Linked DNA regions of Zea mays: region 1 is linked to region 2. The links are chromatin contacts, called in public Hi-C maps. All regions are on one chromosome and are shown on one strand. The core of a region is the stretch at or near the end of the contact, and the rest is flanking DNA. Distances in the headings are between cores, read along the strand shown.

Region 1 (4,779 bases), core at 1,182-3,681, 100 kb before region 2:
GCGCGATTAAAACGAAACGGGGGACAATCGTCAGATTTCAGTATGCTATGGGGGGACTGGGGAGCAGGCCCGATATCTTATTTTATTTTAGTATTGTTTATAGATTTCATATGATACCTTCTTCCTCGGTGGACGTCCAACTCAGTGCCTACTACTGCGAGACCCTGCAAGAGCAAGCAAGCATCACACACTAAAGTGACTAAACCCTAAACGCATCACATGTGATCGTGGCTGGCCGTGTTTCAGGTTTCTTCTACAGCGACGTACGGCAAGCAGCAATGGCTGGCGGACAAAAACCTCGCGAGACCCTGCAAGAGCAAGCATCACACACTACAAGCGTTACCCGATCTGGTGGCCGGAGACATTGCACACCAAAAAATACATTAACAAGCCGGCACAGAAATCTTCCGACCCCGGCCGTACGTGACACTGGAAGAGGCTTCATCGAATGCTTTATTATTCAGTACCTTTTACGTGGAAGTTGTTGGGCTCTGTACTTGCCGAATTATGTACACTGAACTGAAACGGATGCCGCATTGCCGCCCATGGCGTCTTGTTCTCGATGAACGCAGTCGCTCGGAGCTGCCGCGAGCTGGCAGCTGGACGACGAGGCTGTGCCACTCTTCATCCTCGTCACACGAAGGGCTTCACGTCCACCACCAGGGCGCCGGCGGAGGGGTTGGTGGTGGCCGCGGGCGGCGACGAGCGCGGGGCGTCGCCTGGGAGGTTGACGGTGGTGATGTCGTGGATGCTGGACCGCCGCTTGTCCTTGCCGCCGGAGCTGAGCCGGATGAAGTACTTCTGCGCGTGGCTGGCCACCTGCGTCGGCGTCCGGGTCGTCACGTACTTGCGCGAGATGTTCCTCCAGTCCCCTCTCCCGTACTTCCTCAGCCCCATCAAGAAAAGCCTGTGAGAGACGAAACCAAACTCGCCATTTTCAGCGGGAAAAGAAGGCGAGCGGACCCGACCCATCCATCGACCCCGACCCGACCCCGTCGTCGTCCCAGCACGGCGGCGACGGGGTGCTGGTGGGACTGTTGCCTACTTACTTGTGCTCCTCCTCCGTCCAGGGGACACCCTTCTTCCGCTCCTGCATCTCCTCCGAGCCGCGCGCGCGCCTGAACCCGCGGTCGCCGCCGCCCCAGTCCTCGAGGGCGAACCCGGACGGCGGCGGGACCGAGCCGCTGTAGCGCGGGAACGGCACGAGCCCGCCGGCCTCGATGACGCCCACGTCCTTCTCGAGGGCGTGGTAGTGGCTCCTCACGTCGTCGACCGTCTTCCAGGGCAGCACCGCCGCCACCTTCTCCCACCTGTCCGGCGCGTTCCGGTCGATCTGCGCCAGCGCCTTCTCGAACAGCTTGTTCTCCTCCGCCGTCCACGCGTCTCCTCTCCGCCACAAAACCGAGTGCGTGTCCTGCTGCCAGAAGCAGGGCGCCGTCGCCGGCAACAGCACCGGCGTCCACGCCTCCGCCATCATCTTGGTAGCGAAGAAGACGAGGGAGAGTCAGAGTAGTAGGGGGAGGTGGAAGGTAGCGTGACTATTTTAGGCAGAAGAATCAAATTCCCGGCGCATGCCGAAGTGGCTGGAGTTTATTCTGGCCTAAAATGAAAACACGAGAGAGGAAGTGGAAGTGGGTTCTGGATCTGGTGATGGAGTTTTGTGGAATCTTGGTGGGGTTCGTGGCCTCTCAACTCTCAACCGTGGCCGCTTTCTCTGTTTATCTGTTCACTGATAGACGGCCTCCGGTCACGCTGCACAGCCCCGCCTTGCTCTCGGTCGGCTGCACCAACAATTTCATTCATTTATTGTGCCGTAGCATTGTAATGGGCGTTACTTTCAAATACAGCATCTTGGGATTTGCTGTATTTCTCCATCTAATTTAAAAGAACCTACAAAGTCTTTCAGTTCAACAATCATCAACCATAATGGAGAAGAAACTGAACAACGATGCCTGCCCCTAGAAAAGTACTGGGCCTGAGAAATGGGTCCTGCTCCGAAATGTTCGTGATTGTGGGCTTGTAGCAGATATTTATGACGGGACGCGGACGCGGCACAGTTGCTTCATCAATCGTTGGCCCCGTTTTGTTTCGGCTTTTCGCAGCTTCTGGTCACGAGAAGCTGCCGTGAACAGCCAAACACTCAGCTTTTCAGTCAGCTTCTATAAAATTCGTTTGGGTAAAAACTATTCAAAATCAACATAAACATATAATCGGTTGAGTCGTCGCAATAGTAGTAATCTGTCACTTTATAGATTCTGAGTCTTATGGATAATTTTATCTTTCTCCACACGTAATCCTAATGATACTTAGATTCTTCCCACAGCTAAATTCTCGGAAAAGCTGGTCAGAAAAAGCTGAACCCCGTTGTCCACTCGCCCTCACGGCCTCATCACCCACCCGGCCGCCCCAGCTGCCTGCCACTGCAACTCTGCGAGTGCCAGAAAAAAAATACTGCCACCCACCACCGCGCCGCCGCGCCATGGCTTCCCCATCCCCTTCCTCGCCCCTCCACCCGCACCAGCACCCACCTCCTCCGAATGTTCACCACCAATTCCAATCCCTACCGCCTTCGATGCCGCCACCGCCGCCGTCAACGGCGCTGCCAAAGGCGCTCGACCTTGAGGTTACCGTCGTCTGCGGGAAGCACCTGAAGAATGTCAACTGGCGCCGTGGCGACCTCCGTGCCTACGTCGTGGTGTACCTTGACCCCTCCCGCCGCGCCGCTACCCGCCCCGACGACGGCGGCGGGTGCAAACCAACCTGGAACGAGCGCCTCGTCCTCCCGCTTCCGCCCCACCTCTCCCCGCACGACCCCTCCATCCTCCTGTCCCTCGACGTTTTCCACTCTAAGCCCTCCGATTCGCCCAAGCCGCTCGTCGGATCCGCCCGCTCTCCTCTCCGCGACCTCCTCTTCCCCGCAAACCCTAACCCTAGCCACGATCCCGCAGCCTCCGCTCTCGTCAGCCTGCCACTCCTCCGCCCTTCCGGCCGCCCACAGGGGAAGATCCGGATCCGCGTCGCCATCCGCGAGCGCTCGCCGCCGCCTCCGGAGCCGCAATACCCTCCGCCTTCCAGCTCCCCGTACTACTTTCCACCGCCTCCTCCCGCCTACTCGGCCCCGCCTCAGTACGGATCTGACCAGTACTATCGCCCTAGTGGATACTACTCTGCACCTGCACCTCCACCACATCCGTATGAGTACACCGGAGGGCCCTCTGCACCGGTGGACTACAACAGGCAATATGAGCAGAGAGGGAGGACTGGGGCCGCTGGTAGTGGCAGTGGGAACGGAAGGTATGGAGCAGGCACTGGGCTTGCGGTGGGTGCTGTGGCTGGAGCCCTCGGGGGTCTAGCAATTGATGAAGCGGTGAAGTACAAGGAGGATAAGGGTGCAGAACGGGTGGAAGAGAAGGTGGTACCTGCTGGGAGGGATGATTACAGCGAGTATCGTGGCGACTATTGAACCGAAGTTTGTGTGAGTGTGGAAGAAAGCGCTGTGAGTTGATTCTTCTTCCATGCCTATGTGGGAATAAATCCAGTGTTAGTCTATGGCTTTCCCCATGTATGTATATATATTTGTGATGTTGTGAATTATTCTGATACCTATAAACTACTCCTTCGGTTCTTGTTTATTTGTCGCTGTTTAGTTCAAAAATGAACTAGCGGGCGACAAATATTCGAGAACGGAGGTAGTACAATGTTTTATGATGACAGATTTGGTGTGTAACATAAATATCTCATGGCTTGCTTTGATGGTGTACTTGTGTCTTGTTGTCTTGATGAATGATGATGGGTGTTATCTTTTCCAGCAATTGTATTGCGCTGTTTTCAGTTTATTTGGTGTGTTGAAATTATTGCATACTCGTCAAGGGCAACACTTTGCAGTAAATTGAAAGTTGGATATAAACATTTGTCGGTACAGCAAACTACGACTGGTTATGACTCCTATGAGCTTATTTATTATTTTGTGTGTTTCGGCAACCAGGAAATGAGCTGGTACATGTTAACTGGAAGTACAATTTGGGAAAACTTGGTCCTACGTTATAGGCGTATTGTTCAAATCTTTTTAGAGACTAAGCATAAGCTACAAGGATTTTTTTTATTTAATAACAGGAAAGCATATGTTGTTTTTTGTTTCATAGATCTTCTAAGCACATACCTGTGCATTATTTAGGAGTTCTCTTATGTTCTTTTCAGTTAATTTTAACCCCCCTCCAAATAACTACGCAGTATGCATTAATAAGCTTCACTGACACTGTTTGGAACTAAAACAAATTAGTAGGTCATTGTTCTATACTTGCTGGATGACCTTTTTAGTTTTCACATTGCAAGTTTCACAGCTTAGTGCTGCAAATTTTCCAAAGGATCCTCATACACTTCTGCTCAAAATAGTTGGTGGCGTGTATAAGAGAAAAAAAGTTTTTTCAATGATCATTCTTATATGTATACTGTTTTCTGTGTGTTTTTAAACAAGCATTTAGACATAAGGAACTAGGTACTCGCTATGCTACCACTCAACTCAGTATGCATCAATGCTTGTAGACAGTGGTGTTGTAGTTGTAATGTTTCTGGGCCAGCCTTGGACCCTGTATATGTTTCCCATTTATTATTTTCTTTGAGTGATACAACATGGTAAACTTTAACACTACTTACTGGTCATGGTATTTGAGCTAATGATGATTCTTTAACTTCTCAGTTAGTATGTGTAATTAAATAAAACGGGAAGCTAATTTGCGTTCATTTGATGGACATATTTGTCTATGGTGTCATTATGGTTGT
Region 2 (4,432 bases), core at 888-3,387:
GCTGACGGGCGGGGCCCGGAAGTCAGGGGGCGGGAGTGGCGCGCGGTTTGGGCCGCCTGGGCCGGGAGAGAGGGGGGAGAAGCGGCGCGCGCGAGCTGGGCTGGGATTCGGCCCAGCCGAGGGAGGGGAGAGGGGTTTTCCCTTTTCCTTTTCTTAATCTATTTCTTTTTTGTTTTTCTTTTCTACTTTTGTGTCTTTTTGCTCCTTTTTCTCTTAACAAAAATTCTCTAAATGAACTTGGTGATAAATATGGTCTATGTGAGGTGCTTCAAATCATTTTAAGTGCATGCATATGATTTGGGTGACCTAGGGGTAGGGTTAAGGGATTAGAATAAAATGGGGGAGGGGAATTAGGGGGGGGGGGTTAGGGTTTCAAACCTGGGTTGAAATTTTGGGATGTTACACGGATCAATTCTCTATTGCGACTCAGTGTAAGGCGTAGTTAATGCGGTTGGCCATTTTTAGCGGGTGAGTCTCGGTCCAGGCGAGAATTCTACTCGAGTGGTTTTCCTTTTGGTTCGCTTGGTCCTCCTCTATAACTCTGTCACTCCCGACTTCGGGCTCGGTGCCTCGAGGTTTATTCGGGTGTGGGTACTTTAAGGTAGTCGGTTCCCCTATTCCCTTGCTGACAGACAGGTGGTCCTAGGTAGTCGGAGGTCCTCCTCCATGTGTTCTCTCTAACTAGTGGGCCCCAGAGGCCCGAGGATCTTTTCCCTCACAACTAGTGTTTCATCGCTTGAATCCACACCCATTATATATGTAAATTATTGTTTTATACACTCTATATTGATCACATGACTAGTTTATTGCATGTTATTTGAGGAAATGTTTTGTTTTGAAACCTATACATAATAAAGCAATCTATATAAAGTAAAACTCCTACTATCTAAAGACGACTAAATAGAATCTATACATGTGGTACAACATGACTTATGTGATGGTTTTTCATATTCCCATCTTTCTATGTACTCATAAAATGTCAAATCCTCTTTGCATATACTAAGGTTTGATATAATGCAAACAACAATTTAAATGAATAATAAGCATAACTACGAGCAATAAAATAACCGAAACAAAATTGAAGTATGATCTCAATATCCCCAAATACATCATCAATAAAAAGATAATATTTTAAAAATACTTTTACATCATTCTAATTAAAAATAAATCATGACGTACCCTCTCCATAATCACTGTCATACTCTTTAAAGCCATCTAAATAATTGCTATCATCACCAGAGATCATTTCCTCCTCCTATTCCTTCTACTCATTCTACTCATATGAACCCACATCAAAGTCATTGTTAGCAATGCCTATTGAACATCACATTGATTCACCGACTACCATTGGAGAAGGATTAAGTGGTTCCTAAATCAATTGACTGTCCAAATGTCCAATACCATATTTACTAGTGTTGCATCCACATGGACCCCATATTAAAGCAGGGAGCAAATGCGCAAAACCGGACGTCCACTTCATCTTACCTGTTCTCAGCCGTTCGATTTGGTAGCAACGACAAGAAAACAACGCCATCGCTCTTCTCCGGATGTCTCTGGAATTCAGCAGACTACCTTCCACAGTTCCACGTGTGACGCACGGCCGATATGAGGAGTGCCACGTCATTTGTTAGTGTGCGGCTAGCCTGTCATGTTGGCCAACCACACTAAAGTGCTGTTTGGTTCAAAAAATATAACACAAATGATAATAGTAATAATTTACGTTCGATTACTGGCGGTAACAAATTTAAATAGACTGATATCAAATTTTAGTGTGGTATCTGATTACGATTGGACTAAAACAAACATGATTTAACGTTATCTGTTACCCATTACGTCACAAATATGTGAACCATACGGCACCTAAATGCGTCAGTACAATTGTTCGATTTGGTTATGGTAGGGAGACCAGTGCCGTCATATAGATTAGTTCTAAGAAATAATACACTTATATTATTTTTAAAAGTAGTTTAAAAAGGATTAAAGATTAAAAAAATCATTGCTAATAACAAAGCTTCATTGCACAGCAGTCTGGCACGCAAATTAATGTCAACGTTGACGATATTGCAGCCTAGGACGGTCACTCTTCTAGCCCATCAACCATCGGGTAGCGAGTCTGTTCTCTTGCTGATGCTGGCCCAGCCCATGAACGAAAGAAAACGTCAATACGTACGTGCCTTAGGTACCCACTAGCTCGTGGATGTTAATGGCCAGTTGGCCACGACCGACAGGCCTCCTAACGGCCAACCCATGGAATCTAGGAGGTTTGGATCCATAGCAATCCAGGAAATTTTTTTTGCCACACTGTCCCTTTCCCTTTTTTAATTACGCATGATCATGAAATCCGATTTTATCTCTTTATTACTTGACGAAATGACGATCCTGCTGAGGACTACCGTGATTTCACATTCCCTATCATTTTTTTCTTTTCTTTTCTAACGTTACGATTTACGAACCCAGATATATTCAGATGGCGCTTAACGGGACGTCGCCACAGTGAGGAGCACGTGGTTGACGGCTTGACGCACAACCACACGGTGGCGCAATAAAACACCAAAGTTGTCCGTTTGGTTTGGTTTTAATCCGAAAAGACTTATTTATTTTTATAGATTTTGTCTATGTGGATTGTAGCTGCAGCAGATTAAATAACTGGTTTTAATTCACAGCGAACACAAAATCAGTCCATCGCTGAAAATTATAGATGTCCAAACAGGCCACCCGGCACGGACCCGGCTCGAACCCGTTTCGACCCGGCACGGCCCGTTGATGCTTCGGGTCGGGTCGGGCTGGCCTACGTGCCTAGGGACATGCCTAAACCCGGCACGCACAGGGAAAAATCGTGCGGGGCCAACCCATTGGCCCGGTGGGCCTCAACGTACCGGGCCGGCCACTGGCCCGAACCAACAGTAGAGCGGTATATAAATATATACATTTAACAGAATTAATCATATATAATAAATATTATTTACATATATTAAGGCAACAAAAATATTTATGTATGCATTTTATATTCATGTATGCATTTTATATATGTTTGGGCGCGTATTTAGTATTTACATATTATGAGAGAATTAAATGTATTTATATATTTAGTATTTACATAAATATGCGGACCGCCGTCGGGCCGACCCATTTATCGGGCCGGGCCAGGCCAAAGCACGCGGACCGCCGTATCTGCCCATACCTGGCCCGCTAAACGGGCCGTGCCGGTCCGGGCCCGTAACCGACCGTGTCGGGCCGTGTTTGGACGGGGCTAAATTCGTGTCGTGCCACGGGCCAAACGGGCGGCCCGCACTGTTGGGACATCTATACTGAAAATATACATCGCCCCATTCATAGTCTAATCGGTTTTCAGATTGATCAACGTATAATATATAGTTGTATCTAATATCTTCAACGATGAACATGAATTACACGATACATACAAAATATTAGTAACATTTAATTATGTTAGCACATCGATAAGAAGCTAGTTCACTTACTGTTGGCTGAGCTAACTTTTACATCAACCAACGTCTAGAATAAATTGTAGGACCTTCCTACAATACTTTCATTTCAAAAAAAAGTCTAAAATAAATTCACACTCGAACATAGATGATGTTCAGCTTATTTCCAGCTTCTAGTTATTAGAAACTGTTGTGGACGGCTGAACGTCTAATATTTTACCACATTTTTCAAAAAACATTCAAATAGATTCGAAACCCTATAGACCACTTCATCTTCCTCCACACGTAATTCCCACAATACTCAGATTCATCCCACAGTTAGATCCTTAGAAAAGCAACAATACTCAGATTCATCCCACAGTTAGATCCTTAGAAAAGCTCGTCAGAAAAAGCTGAAACAAGTAGGCTCATAGTGTCTTCAATGATGTACGCGATGCACAAGATATGTTACCAAAGAAGTATCGTTAGGAGCACATACACAACTCACGTCAACGAGGTCTCTCTTGAGACATGTAGCAGCAATGGACTATCCTAGCTATGGGGGATATGATCCCCGGTCCCTAGAGCCCATCGACCAGCGAGCACACCGGGGAAATGGCTTCTACCAACTGGGCCCGATGGTCGATCGGAGGTGACAGGTAATGTCCAGCCTAGAAGAACACGTCCTTGGATGAACCCCGCGACACCGAACTCGAAGTCAGTCGTGGCGAAACGGACAAGGGTCAGGCGTGTTGGAGGGAAACCACTTGAGTGGACCCCGCGCCTGGCCCAAAACCAACCTTTCATAAATGACCGACAGCATTAATCGTGCTTGGTACCGAGCCACAGTAGAGACATCGTTCTGCATCCCACTCATGATCTACAAACCTTTGGGGGTAAAGAGCACTCATGACGTACGAGCCCCTCGGACTGCAGCGCATTTATGGCCCGCAAGTACCCCACCCACTACACACTCATGACCTATCCGGACTAGGCCTGAGTGCGCAGGT

Evidence for each region. Hi-C and Micro-C count contacts between places; a contact is called where the count stands out from the background.
Region 1: a contact with region 2 is called in a Hi-C map of leaf, with 5 times the contacts expected there. The contact joins the promoter of LOC100193897 here to the enhancer-like site in region 2. A contact is called at or near these places in 2 of 25 Hi-C or Micro-C datasets (leaf and tassel).

Annotation. Positions count from the first base shown.
Region 1 is chr8:173,980,567-173,985,345 of Zm-B73-REFERENCE-NAM-5.0, reverse strand. LOC100193897 (Ras association and pleckstrin y domain 1) reads left to right here and starts at 2,431. Exons shown (of 1, transcript NM_001138972.1): 1 at 2,431-3,810. The coding sequence starts at 2,480. The coding sequence ends at 3,463. It overlaps LOC100279596 (MYB-type transcription factor), which reads right to left and starts at 1,647. Exons shown (of 2, transcript NM_001317832.1): 1 at 1,050-1,647; 2 at 444-907. The coding sequence starts at 1,477. The coding sequence ends at 634.
Region 2 is chr8:173,880,471-173,884,902 of Zm-B73-REFERENCE-NAM-5.0, reverse strand. No RefSeq gene overlaps it. Among protein-coding and RNA genes, the nearest start is that of LOC103636474, 28 kb to the left of the region's middle. Within about 2 kb of position 2,137, at least 18 of the 20 cell types and tissues checked have an H3K27ac peak or open chromatin away from gene starts, as enhancers often do. A contact at or near this core is called in leaf and tassel, where this site is marked.